Regions from separate parts of the Anas platyrhynchos genome. Here region 2 is linked to region 1. The links are chromatin contacts, called in public Hi-C maps. All regions are on one chromosome and are shown on one strand. Each heading gives the region's core, a stretch centred on a gene start, on an enhancer-like site or on the middle of the called end of the contact. The rest is flanking DNA. Distances are from core to core; before and after follow the strand shown. Region 1 overlaps FNDC3A (fibronectin type III domain containing 3A). Region 2 holds the start of CAB39L (calcium binding protein 39 like).

Region 1 (7,046 bases), core at 1,566-4,065:
CAAAAATTGTGTGTGTATATAAAATATGCAAGTCCAGTATCTGGCTGAGCACAACTTTTGTAGGTAGCACACCATCTTTTGGCAGTCTTGAAGTTGGGTGATAGACGTGGAATGGAGTTCAGGCAAGCAGCCTGCTCCTCATGTTGGAACAATGGCTCTAAGAGAACAAAACTATGAAAACCCCATGAAAGTTTAGTAGCAAGGGACACCTTTATAATACAACCTGAATTCAGCAACTGGGAACATTCGTTGACCTGTTGCTCCAAATTTGGATGAATACATGTCACTAGTTCCACTCTGACATCTGTCTTGCATTCAGTTTACTTTCTGACATCTGGTATTTATCTATAAGCAGACTTCACCAAGACACAGGTGACAAAATGTGCTGTTTACATACATTGCAAAAATTATGTTAGCAGTTCTTTATAACTATTTATACAAAAAATGGAGAAATCCACCTTTTTTTTTTAATTATTATTTTATTTTAGGAAATGATGTACTGATGTACATTTTGGAAAATGATGTACTGTGACTTGTGCTAACAAGCAGAAATTAGAAACACATTTTAGTTAGTTTCAATGACATGGACACTCTTAGAAATATAAAACTATAAATAGATTTTACCTCAGAAATCTTTTTTTAATTTTTTTTTTTGGGGGGAGGTTGTTTCTATCTTATACATTTTAGTTTAAGGAAGGTTTTTAAGTGAATTAAAAATGCCCGTCTGCAACTACAAAACTGAGTAGCCTGTGCACTTAATACTACTGAGATGATCAAACTCATGTATTTTGTGAGAGAAACCACATAAAAACATTTTCTGTAAAATTACTCTGTAAAATTTGGGCGTACCTTCAGCTGAAGCAGAGCACATGAAATCCTTTCCCTGAGATAAAACTGAAGGTTAAGCACAGGTTTGCCACCCTGTAATTGATGGAGGCCACCAGTGTCACCAGTAGTCAGTCCTTCCTCCAGCTGATGTGCAGTAAGGTCTTTTAAACTCTTGTAACTTGGCTGTGACCCCATCCAAAGAGAAATCTATAGGAAATATCTCAGCCAAGAGGTTAACTTCTCCAGAGCAGTAGTTTGTTTAAAATTACACATTACTAGAAGATAACCACACTTTTTGTATTCTATTAAATCACGGAACAGATTTATGACTAGTTTAAAATGAACAACAACTCTGGGAGGTTTTGGGTTTTATGTTGCCCTAGCTGAATACAAGCTGGCATGGCGTTGTGGTTTATACATGCTGTAATCTATATGCAATTGTTGAATTTGAAGAGCTATTTCAATGTAAAGTCACTGAACAGTGATTCATGGGCACTTTGTTTGCTTTGATTTTGTTTTTTAAGAAAAGGATGAAGAAACAAAAGCACTTGAAGCACTTCTTTCTAATATAGCCAAGCCAGTGGTAAGTGATTGCAGCTTTCCATAAAAGCAGTGTATCTGTTGCTATTTTATACGTTTATACCCCCTTTCTCTAAGTTCAATTCTTCAATTTCCAGCAGTAATGAAAACTCACTTAACTTTCATTCACTGAAATGCAAATGACCAAAGTTATTTTTAATTTATTAACATTTATGAAGCTAAAATTGTCCTAATACTTACTGTGCGGAATTCTTTTCATTGCATTCATTCCTCAGGTATTTATATTCACGGATTAGATCTGCCACAAGCCTTGTCTTCTCCAAGCAGAACAATCCCAGCTCTTGCAGTCAGGCTCTTTTCAGTGGTGCCCAGTGACAGAATAAAAGGCAGTGGTCACAAACTGAGGCTGTGAACATCAGCAAGCATTTAGGATCATAGAAACCTTTATGTTGGAAAAGACCTCTAAGATCATCAAGTCCAACCCTTAACCTAGCCAAATCTGCCACTAAACTACTTCTGTTCTGTGAGAGGTCCCTTCCCACCTCTGCCATTCTGCGATTCTGTGGTGCTGAGCAGGCAGACCTAACTGCTTGGGATCCTGCTGTGTCCAAGCATCAGAACGTGATAACGTATTGTCAGTGCCCCTGTCGTGGAGGTAGAAATTGAATCAAATCTCGTAAGAAAGGGTTGAGAGAAATGAAATGCAGAAATAGAGAGGAGTATCCTAGCTGCTTCTGGGGTGCAGGTGGTAGCTGTGGCAGTAAAGATCAGTAGCTCTGAATGGGATGTTCCTGGAGACCAGAGCTGGTGAAAGGGCCATAAAAAGATTTTTAGGTGAAGAAAGTGGGACTGGAAAGAAAGCTTATGAAGATTAAGGTGTGGTGGAGAAAAGAAGTGAAGAGCAGAGACAGTTCCTGGCAAGGAGCACAGGTCCAAAGGACAATCAAGACTGAGGGATCCTGAAATAGATGAGGAGTCCGAGATGGGAAAATGAGGCCAGGAGCAAATAGAGCAGTGTATGAACTACTGAGAGAACAACTGTCTGTTCTGTTTATTATTTTTGCTTCTAGTAAGACTGAGAGTGGTGGGTGAAATGGGCAGTAGTAGCAAGAGGCTGAAACTGCCTGAGAAAGATGATTTGTGAGGTTAGGGCACCGGAACTTCAGTGGGAGATAAAGGGGAGAAATTGGGTATGGAGTAAATGAGTACAGACTGGAATGAAGAACCAGTGGTTAGGGCCAAACTTCAAGAAGCGGGAGAAAAAAGGGTCAGGAAGGATTACAGCTGTGAGAAGTGAACCTAAGGCCGTATCTGACACCATCAAGCCTTACCCAGGAGCTTGGGTGTAATCCAGCTTTCCTAAATCTCCTCAGCCTTTTGACAGCAAGTACTCGTGAGACCTGCCAGCAGAGGTTTTGTTTTGCAGCCTGTTATTTCACTACTCAGCTGTGCATTTCATCTCCACGGATGGTACTAAACACCTACTACTATCGCAGTTTTAGATCGAGCAGCAGGGATTGTGCAGGGTTCCCGGGTTGCTGTTGCACATCGCACTGTAGGAAGACAGGCATCAAAATAGCATTAGAAAAATTAGATTCCCTTTTCAAAGTGAAGCAGTGAAGATTTAGTGCTAATGCTGGCCCATTGTGTGCGAGATTAAAATAGCCTTTTTTTTTCTTTTTTTTTTAAACACAACGACATGGTGTTTTTTCTGTATGGTGCCTTTTCTCTATGGTGAAGATTACTTCACTGCACGAAGTAATCTGCTTTGCGAATGGATCAGTCCTTTGCCCCTGGTCAGGGCATCCAAGTCTGGGATGTCAGCAGTGGCTACACTGGCACGGGGAGTGGCAACTGAGCATCCTAGGTGGTCAGGGAGACTGTGAGAAGTAGAATCAACAGATGGTGACTTCTACTGTGTTGTAGAGGACATACAAAAAAGCAATAGGGTTCCAGTACACCCCTGTCTTGTTTCCCTTTGCTTCCTTCTGCTTGCAGCACTCAACCAACCATCCATGGCTTATAGGCAAGTCTAAGTTTCACCATTTCCCCTCCCCACCATGACCTGTCTTGAATTTCACTGCTTGTAGCTGAGTGCCTGCAAGTGCTGTCTTTGCAGCCCTCAGAAAACATCACAGCCTAGGCAGTGGTAGTTTGCCACAAAGCAAACAGTGCAGAAGGCAAAAAGCCAGGCTTCCAGCACTTGGAGAGGCTTACAGGGAACATCAGGGCTGCGGGTGGGTGGAAGACTAGCTGATGTTGCAGCTTTGGGGAGTGGGATCTGATGAGAGCAAGGGAGACTGGATAGTTTGCTGAGGCTTTGCATGATCAGAAGCAAGCCTCACACCGTTTCTCCAAGGAAATATTATCCTCACCCTCCCACAAGTGAACCAGGAGATTATTTTTTCACACCTTCTTTTTGTAGGTCTCATCAGAAGTATTTCTACAGGGTTTGGGTTAATACTTTGCTTGAAGCACTGTATTTAGGGATTCTTGGTGGATCATCAGCTCCTGTTTTCTGGATGAACTTCAGTGCCAGCACAGCGAGTACTGGCTGTTGGACCAGCCAGTACAAGAAGTACAGTTTGCTGCACCAGCCATCACATCTGCCTCCTTTGCTGTTTGGTTAATAGAAGAGGAGACAAGGGGACCTGAAAAGGCAAAAAGCAAAGTGAAGAATGGAGCTGAAGGCTGGGGATTTAATGACAAGAAGGGACAGGGACTCAGAGTTCTCAGAGTCTGAGGACTGGTTGTATGGCATTGTAAAGCCCTGGGGAGTACATCATGTTTTGTAGCTCATGCATGTTGTGTATGCTTCAGGGCTTTTAGAACATGATGCAGCTTACTCACCAGTTAAGTACCTTATGTCACTGAATGCAATCCAGCTTGCACATATTAAAACTGCCTTTTTTTTTTTTTTGACCCAAATGGCACGTGGTTAATAAGGAGATTATTTTTGTAAGGTGCACTGCTAGTGAAGACATGCCACCTCTTAATTTCCTCAGCGCCTAGGGCCCGAGTCAAGTGGTGTAATCTGCTTTGAAGAAGCGCAGTGCGCAGAGCTGCAACCACAATCAACTGCAGCTGCTGAATAAGTGCACGAAGTAATAAGTAATGCCAAGTTTTCTGAAAAAATCCCTCCTCAGTGTCTCAGATCGGTCACAGCGGATTCTTCTGATCTTAATCTTTGTTCTTCAAAAATATTTTTTTCCTCCACATATCACTGTGATATTTGAAAATCCACTAGTGTTTTGTGCTGGAGAACCGATGGGAATTTCTGAAACTTGAGTGATTCCTCAGTAAAGCTCTGGCTACTGTTCAGAAAGTCAAGTATTGGGATATTATTGATATTGATCATTGAGGATAAACAATACCAAATAATTACTTGTTCAGTAATGACTGTCATATGCATACTTAACTTGAAGGTGGAGCAATCGTCTGTGCTGATGTAACTAAGACTACCATAGTGGATATACACAATAGGGAACTCTTTTTCATAGGGTATCTTCATTTTAGCCATTACTAATCTTTTGATACTTTGCTTTTGTCCCTTATTGATGTTCTTGAGCAAAATGTATATGACATAATCTGGACCTAGTCTTGTCTTTGTCTTTAAAAATCATTCTCCCAGCTACAAGTTGAACCTGAAAAGAATCTAATGTTTTGTAAATCAGTTGTAAAGGACTTAAGTTATATTCTGTTGTATGTGCTTGCAACTGTGATTTATCTATTTTTTAGCAGCTGAGTGGTTGAAAATACTCACACACCTATATGAGTTGACTGAAAAGCTCCAGAACTTATGAAATATTTAGCATCAAAAGGCGTATGGTCCAGAAGAAAAACCGCATTGTTGCTCAGTCCTACTCTTACTGCTTCTCTCTTTGTCTGATCAGTGACCCCTCATGCACAAGCTATAGTTCAGGGGACTTTACACTCCACCACCCCGATTCTTTGGGGTTGCAGGAAAGAAAAGAGCAGCTTCCATGGGATTCAGGTGTTGGATAGGGTTGGAAGTTACTTCCAGTATTTGTCCCTGGCAAAGTGTTGCTCCTTGTGTTTCATTTCTCTGCCTTAGAGTTGCTCAGGTACGTGCTTCTTACACTTGTTCCATGAGAAGTTCACTCCCCAGTGCTCCCCAATGCTTATTAGTTTAGGCTTGGCTTCTTGCCACTGCTTGGTTTGACACAAGTGTGTCACTGAAGGGGAACCACTGGTTTAACGTGACCACCTGGTTTGTTGTAGGCCATTTGGTTTCACTGGGCACCATCTGCTGGACCCAGAGCTTTTGCTGCAGGGTGTTAATTTTCTAGTCCAGCTACAGTGGTACATAGGGTGGAAAGAGATTTCTGCTGCATTGCAAGTACAGGGCAGAAATAACCGCTAAATGCTTCTTGCTTTCCTGCATTGTGCTTTATAGTTTGAACTTCTACATCCAGCAGTAGTAGACCAGTGCCTGACTTGGAGTTTTCCTCATATTTTTTTCTAATATCTTTTGTCTTTAATCGTGTTAGCTCTTTTTTTGCTTCATTTGGAATTTTTTTATAGCTTTTTTTATTACACTGCAGCTTTCCGTGCATCTTTAGGATATCCTTAATTCCCAGCTTCTGCAAATACCTTTCACTTTGCATTTCTGCATGTTGAATCACACTAACTCTTACTTTTTAAGCTTTGGCAAATTGGCCACAGCAAAGCTTCAGATCTTCATAATATTGTTTAGTCACATATGCTGTTTACACAGAGTAAAACGACCAGAACAACCTACGTAGTCACTGATTTTTAGCTGGGTACATAACACAGTAACTCTAACACAATGAAACAATATTAACAGTTGTCATCTATTATATTAGAAGTCTTATGGAAGTTCTTGCTTACATGAGTTCACCAGTAAACATTGTCCTGGGGGAATAACTAAAGATAATTCTTCCAGCCAGACACTTAAAGAACATTTCGTCCTGTTCTCTGTTGACTTTTGTTGCTATATAACAGATTTCCACTCTGCTCCAGGTTTAATTTTACTATTCAAAGTTCTGTCAGTTGTCTATTACTCTGCAGTGTTGTCTTTGATGTCCCACCCTTCCTGTTCTTTCTGTAGTGAGCAGCTGAAACCTCTAATGTTTAAATGTTCCAATAAGATGTAACACCAGCCCTCATTTATACCAACCATTTTGACTTGTCCTGTGTAAAAGAAGACAGATACACTGAGATGTTTGAAGAGAAATGTAATCTGAAGTGTGTAAGGCACTACTAAAGCATCAGATGAAGTGTTACGTACTGTTCTGGGCAATGCACTGAAGATAAGGGAGCAGGAGGAGGTAATCAACAAGGAGAGTGAAAATGATCAGATTTAGGCAGGTGAGGGGAGACACATCATAAGTCTTCAGATATATAAGAAACAATTGCTGAAAAGGGGAGATCTCCTGTTCAAATCCATGGTGGCTAGGGTAAGTAGGTTTAGTTGGTAAAAGGAAAGACAATGCCTGGACATCAGGAAAAAAAATTGTTACCAATAAGCCATTTCCTCTGTTTCGTTCTTGAAGTTGACCCAGTCAGGTTAAGAGCACCAGTGGTGAAAATAGCATTTTGATTCTCATAGTCTAGTAATAGATTTCCAAAAGCAATTATTCAAAAAAAAAATAAATCTATATATCACAGCGATAGTGTGAAACTAGTCATTTCAC
Region 2 (7,046 bases), core at 2,734-5,233, 130 kb after region 1:
GATAAAAGACAAAGGCATAACAAAGAGCTGAATGTTACACGTTGCTACTACCACTACAGCTGCTAGAAGTGAGTTCTCATTCCACATTATCTCATTCTCTCCATATTCAGTAATCTCCAGTGCTCTTACTTAAAAAGTCACACAAAATGTCTTTCCAACACTTCAGAGCAAGCGAACTGTATTCTCTGATGCAATAAAAAGTTGCATTAAAATTTGCACATCCTTTTTTCTCACGTGTTTTTGTGCTGGATTGACAAGGGAGCTTTACCAAAGATCAGCCAATCCAAAAGCTATCACATAACTGGCCCCATATTTCACAGTCCAGTTTTGCAGCATTGCTTCTTGGTTATCTATCAGTGTGTGTGTGTGGGGAGGGGTGTTAAAAACGCAAAACAAAACATACCTGCTTGTTTAACACCTTCTTTCATCTAAATTAGGGCCTCTTGGAACAGGAAAGACAAGGCACAAACATCACTATCAGAGGTTTGTTTGTTTTTTTATATTGTAAAATAAACTGAAGATGTAATTTCACAATTAAGTTGTTCTGACACCATAATGCTGCCAACCTATTGTCTAGCACCACCCAATTTTTTATTGTTTATTTAAAAAAAAATAATTATGTCATCTTCATGTAGTCCAAGTTTGTTTTGGTACTGTTTCATAACAAATTCTATATTTATTCTCTTCTGTGAAAGGAGTGCCAAATTCATACATTACAATTACTTAAGTTCAGCCAGCTGGCACACTGCTGGAAATGTGAAGGACGTTTCTTAGGCGAAAGGGTTGTAAAGGTTTGGACCCACAGTTTACTTTGTCTACCCAGGGCTGCTGAAAGAATGCCCTTACACATTTTCACTCCCAAAAAAAGCTCACCCACCTCTGCTGTTCATAAACTGGAGGGTTTGGGGCCTGGCACAACCTCGAATGCAGTGAGTTTGAAGATTATGACAGTTCTGCTGTGAAATGAAGACCAACCACAGCAACTTGGATGCAGGAAGTGTTCTGCACATACCACCACGCTGCTCACACTAAAGTAGTTGCACACTTTAAACAGGGATAAGTGACAGCAACAATAAAGTCAGAAAGCAATCGGTCTATCTCCAGATGCTAATTTTTGCCCCTTGACCATCCCCAATTCCCTAACAGAAGCCGAAACATCAAGTGGCCGCACAGTGAATTAAACAGGGGAAATTTATTCAGATAGAAAGTAGCTGAGACAAGCATTTAACTTCTTTTAAACCCCAACCAGTTCCCTGAGCCTGCTTCACTAATCAGCCACACAAATGAATAAGGGAAGACTGAGTGGCACAGTGAGAACTGATTTTTTTTTTTTTTTTAATAATGCCGAATTTAAGTGTCCAGTGGACTGTGAATTCCCTGACCCTTCTCCATAATGCTTTTTACCACAGAGAAGCACAATATTAATAGGACAATACTGCTTCCCAAGCTTGCTCCTGCTGTTCTCCACACCTTACTGCCACTTCTCACACCTCTACCAGTACAAAATCCGGCCGAAACAACTGTTGATGCAGCACAGTGAACTGTATCAGGAAAAAGAAAAACAATAATCAGAGGTTTTCTTCAGCTAAATCAGTTTTCCCACAGGAGGTTGGGACTGAGGACTATTTAGTCCAGAATGTTTTTTTAAGAGCCCCAATGCTGAACCTCTATAGTAGTCTGCACCTTGACATGTCTTTACATCTTTTTCTATGGTTGCAGTCAAATTTCTTGCAGCATACTTAAAAATTTGCACATTTCAGTTTTATCTGAAACTGGTTATTCCATCTACGCACAATAATTACTTATCTTTTGCTGTGTGACTCATTTTGATAAGTTTTGTTATGTCAGGCACTCACTACTGTGTGTTTGCATAGCTGTTACCAGGATCAGAGCTAACCTATCAATCACTTGGCATCACAAAGACAGCTTACAACTTACTCTTTACTTTGCTTTAAAAAAGCAAAGGCAAAACAAACGTTGTGGTGCACCCTCTAATACATCTTTGAATAGTGTGAACACTGCAAATTCACTATATCTGGAAGATTGCTTAGAAAATTTTGTCTGCTACATCCTAACGAAAATATTTTGTGCACATACTTTAACTTGCATGCAAACCCACAAAGGCAATCGGTAGGGTCAGAATATTTTACAACCACTAGCTTTACTTTAGAAAATAGCAGTGAAAACTTGTTTCAGATAAATATATAGTTATCTTCTCATAAAGAAATGAAGATAAAAAGATTTTGGGGCCTCCACTTATTTTAGAATCCTTTCATGTACATCTACAGCCTGGTTTCCAATGACTGCAGGCCCTTTCAATTCAAGCACAACCATAACCACAGGCTCTCAGGGCTCTTCAGTCATCCTGGTCACTGAAAATTGGAGAACACGGTTTTAGACCTCACGTCTTGATTAAGGAATTGTAAGGGGGCACAGCAAAGGCAACGCACGCTGCTTGATTTCATCCGGCATTATCTAATATTTAAACCAGTCCCTTATTACTGCGTTCACACAACTATCTGGAATCAATGTTGGCAGTTCATACTGAGACTCTAAAACAGAAATATAGCTAAAAAAGAACACATTCCTACTACATAAACAGCCCATAAAGATGAAATCCATTACATTACCAGTGTCCAAATGCAGACCTTGAAGGATATGCCAGCTAGTGGATGGTTAAGAATTTCAGCAGATTGGGCCAGGCTCCAAAATCCTCAAACTAGTTGGTAATTAACAGACATCTAGGTCCTCCACATGAAAGAAGGCTATTGTTTAAATGGTGACACAATTTTTTCCTTTCCGTTTCATAGCCAGTCTCTGTGTTTTAAGATTCCCTTAGGACAGTAACAGTCTATGATTTGAGAAGTTCCACTTTTCAAATAGACAGTTTTTCTGACTTTTAATCGTCAAGAATGAGAATATCCTTAGAACACAGGTAGAACAAAATAATTTTACAGGCTTGGTGGCTTCTCTGAGACTCTACTCTGACTTTTCTTTGGTTAAATAGTTGGAAAAATTAATATCCAGATAACCTAATAATATGTAAAACCTAAGGTATCTACAAAAGCAACAGGTACAAAACGTAGCCCTATGTGCCTGTAAACAGTCTGCAATAAGTCCAATTAGTAAGCAAAGTACTTGCAAAGAATATTAGTATACATCTCCATAAATAATGATGTGTTACAGCCAGACTTCTAGGATTAGCTGAAGGATGCTCCACTGAACATGTTTTGTGAAGAAGCAATGATCCGCATAAAATTATGATCTGCTCTGTGATTCGTTATCTTTGCCAAAATGGATTAGATGGGTAAAAAATAAAGGACCACACATAATCCAGATTTAAACTAATCGATGTAGTAGAAGAGAATGCTATGTTAAAGTTACATTTTGAAAGAATGAGGTGTGGTTATCTATAGTTATCTATAAGGGAGCAAGTTAAATCACAAAGGATAACAGGAGGATGTAGCAGAGGAGCAGGTAATAACACTCAACTGATACGAAAATACTTTAAGAAAAGCATCATGAAAACAGAGACAATCCAGATGGAAAAGGCCAAAAAAAGTAAATGAGAATTATGAAACATAAAACCATCCCTGAAGAACTGGAAGAAATGGTTCATTTTGGGCCAACTTCATCTCCTCCCATTCAAAGGAGCCCTTTATGGTCTGCCTGCCTATGCAATCACTCATCTTACTTCCCTAAATATGTCAAGAACTACGTAACACAGAAGTGAAATTAAGCAGCTCAACAAATTATACCATTCACTTGCGGAGTCAACCCTTTCATTATCATCTTAACAAAAGCGTTAAGAAGCGCCCAAGCACATGGAACAGGCTGTCCTCACCTTTACATGCAGTTAGTCCGTCCAGGTGGAGGCTGTAAAAGCTGGTGGCAGAGTCCCCAGAAGCTTATGCTGCTGCTAGAGGAGTGCTGTGGGCAAGTCTCCAGGATGTCAGATCAGCATCACTTGTGAGCTTCTGCCACCTAAAAAGTTTGGGAAGAACTGAGCTTACCTGCTCAGCAGTAGGATTTGCTGCTGTGTTGTAGAATTAACTTACAGCCCTAGATGAAAGAGAAAATGAGGGAATTCAGATTACTTCACAAAATCGCCTCCTTATAGTCTTAAAGCCAGGCATATTTCTATTGCCTTTTGCATCGACTAAGATGCATATTGTGTGACTAATTTCTCATTTGTCTGAGAAGTATGCAGTCGTGCTTCTGAATTCTGTCACTCCCAATTGCTAGTTAAAAGCTTTTGAGTGCTGCTAGCGCTTTATAGGGAGTAACACCGATAACAGCATCGTATCTTCACACATAACTGACAGGTATTGGGCAAAAGAGCCCATCGTGGCAGATGGAATAACCTCTAGCAGATTGCTCAGAGCAAAGGGAATGCTTTTCTTAGCATTGTGTTATAACTCCATTGAGTTATTTTACTTGCTTCCAACTAAAATTATGCCCAGATTTCTAATACTTGCATTTCAATGAGTGATATCTGAATAAACCCTTGAGCTTATCTGCTGCTGGTGACTGTGAAGCATATGGCAACTATGTCATCATAAAAAAAACATTAACTTCCTAAGCACATCAGGCAAGCAGACATGTATAGTCCTGCTAGCCAAGCACAAATATGATTATTTAATAACACTCATTGTTTATGAGATTGCTGTACCATCCCCATTTTGCTGATTAATGCTCACCGCAGTTTCAAAACATGTATACAAACATTAGAGGCCATTTCGGAGACACTTATGTAAGGAAGGAAAACTTTATGAGGAAATCATCTTTTAAAATAACTTGTCATTAACACAACTGCTATGACGCTTGGCTTCATATTCTCTGCATTTGTTGTATTCCTCACATACAATTCGTAATGCCGCAAGTGTTTCGTAACATTCAGTAGTCACTCGGCCATGTATGTGCATCAATAATTCAGTAAAATAAAATTAATCTGCAATCATCAGCTTGTAAGGCAGTATACCCCAGGAGCAAGGAAAGCCTTTGCTTGCCTAAAGCCTAAATTTTAGAACAAACTATTACAGGGCAGAAATCTCTCTTTTCAAAATGTCTACAACTATTTTTATTTGGAGATCCATCAGCACACTAGCAATGCTGAGCCACCCTGTTCCCAAAAAATGTTTTTGTTAGTTGTCTCATTTCTCTCTGCAGAGCTACACAGCACTCATGGGCTCATCGGGGAACTTCAAACACAGCCACAGATGCAGGCATGCCTGTGTAAACATTTAAGAGGTTTTACAGAAGTACAAAGCAGATGCTGAACATCAAAATCTTCTGGAGGATCCCGAATCTTAACTAGAGCGCCAAGTCACATAAACAGAGCATTCCGCACAGACAACTTAGGTTTCTATTCTCTACCCCAATACTTTTAATAATATCCACGGGACTGGATGTACTTTGACAGGGATTTGAACATGATAAGTTCAGTTCTGTAATTTAAAAGTGGTGACCAGAAAAAAAAAAGGTAAGAAAAAGTGGTGGTGGCCTTTCACTAGCACATGTTCAGCACTTAAACAACAAAAATAAATAAAAGAACCACAACCACAGCTCTTAAAAAATAAAAAATATGGAATGAAAAAGAAAGAAATGGATAATTATAGCCTCTGTAAAAATAAAAACAAACTTGCATTGCCACAATGCAAATACATTCAGGGCAACGCAAGCTTCTGAATTTGGTTGCTCTGCATCAAAACGGTATCGATGAGGAAACAGCAACAACCAACAATGGCAAACAACAGGGGCCAGCAGTAAAATAACGCAGTCATTAACCAAATCTCTTAATTTATTATCTGGGCTGGAAGTAAAAGCTCAACACCCCCCCCCCCGCCCCCCCATAGGCACCCTGCACATCCCGGGCAAGCCACGCCCACACCCAAGATGGCGGCCGCACCTCCCGCCTCTACCCCCCTCTTTCCGCCCTCTCCTGTAGCGCGGTCCCCATTGGCCGAGGCCGGCTGCGCGCACGCGCAGTAGCGAGAAGGCGTCACCTCAGCGCTCTCCTTCCGCCATTACGGGAGGGGGGCGCCCCCTGGCGGGCGCGGGCGGGACGGGACGGGACGGGACGGCTGAGGGGAAGGAGGAGGAGGATGAGGAGGGGGAGGAGGAAGAGGAAGGCGCCGGCATCGCTTCGGGCTCTGAGGGGGTTTGTGCCAGCGGAGCAGCGCTGTGAGCTCTCCCAGCCCTAACGATTCTATGGTCTGCTCCTGTGCCAGCCTTCGGCTGCCCCCCGCAGGAGGAGGAGGAGGAGGAGGAGGAGGGGAGGAAGGCTCGAGCAGCCCCAGCGGGCGCGAGGCGGCAGAAGTAAGCCTTAAATCCACAAACGCGGGCTCCCACAGCCCCTGGGCACGGCCCGTGAGGAGAAACACGGCGCCTTCTGCGGTGGTACAGCTGCAGAGACAACATTAATTAAAAAAAAAAAAATAAAACGAAACGTGAGCTAAGGGGACGCAGATGGGTTTTAGGTTGAGCTGAAGGTGTTGGATCGTGTGGGCCGCCTCATGGCAGCTTGGTGTTTGAGGGGTGATGAGTTTAAAAAAAAAACAAAGAAATGGGCCTCGCCGCTTATTTCCTGTGAATGTGCTTCTGCTAGGCTGTGGTGCGTGGCTTTGGGAGCGGGGAGGCTGTGCCACCACAGGATGGGTGCCCAGGGAGGTGGGGGAGGCACCGTCCCTGGGGGGTGTGCAAGGAGAGGCTGGACGTGGTGCTTGGGGACGTGGTTTGGTGGGTGACACTGGTGGCAGGGGATGGTTGGACCAGGTGATCTTGGAGGGCTTTTTCCAACCTTTATGCTTCTCTAATCCTTTCTCCCACAGTGTTCTCACTGTTTCCCGCTGTAGGTATCCGCTTGGATAACTTTTGAAAAAGTACCGACAAATGTTTTCATTTCTTATCTGAGCTCTCATGTGTCCATTCTGCACCTCTTGCAGTGCTGTTCAACTGCCTTGAAGAGGAGAATCATACCAGTGCCAGGGAAGAGACAAATGAAGGTAGTGTAATTGCGGCTTATGGAGAGAAAGGGGGAGGTGGAA

What was found. A called contact is a pair of places that touch in the nucleus more often than the background predicts.
Region 2: a Hi-C map of skeletal muscle shows a contact between it and region 1, with 2.2 times the contacts expected there. The contact joins the promoter of CAB39L here to the enhancer-like site in region 1. A contact is called at or near these places in 3 of 8 Hi-C or Micro-C datasets (liver, skeletal muscle and subcutaneous adipose tissue).

What each region holds. Positions count from the first base shown.
Region 1 is chr1:178,466,841-178,473,886 of IASCAAS_PekinDuck_T2T, forward strand. It overlaps FNDC3A (fibronectin type III domain containing 3A), which reads left to right. Exons shown (of 26, transcript XM_038173524.2): 7 at 1,353-1,411. Among named protein-coding and RNA genes, the nearest start is that of MLNR, 38 kb to the right of the region's middle. Within about 2 kb of position 2,816, at least 1 of the 8 cell types and tissues checked has an H3K27ac peak or open chromatin away from gene starts, as enhancers often do.
Region 2 is chr1:178,597,250-178,604,295 of IASCAAS_PekinDuck_T2T, forward strand. CAB39L (calcium binding protein 39 like) reads right to left here and starts at 3,984. Exons shown (of 10, transcript XM_072032562.1): 1 at 3,845-3,984. SETDB2 (SET domain bifurcated histone lysine methyltransferase 2) reads left to right here and starts at 6,515. Exons shown (of 23, transcript XM_072033089.1): 1 at 6,515-6,850; 2 at 6,945-7,004. The coding sequence starts at 6,541.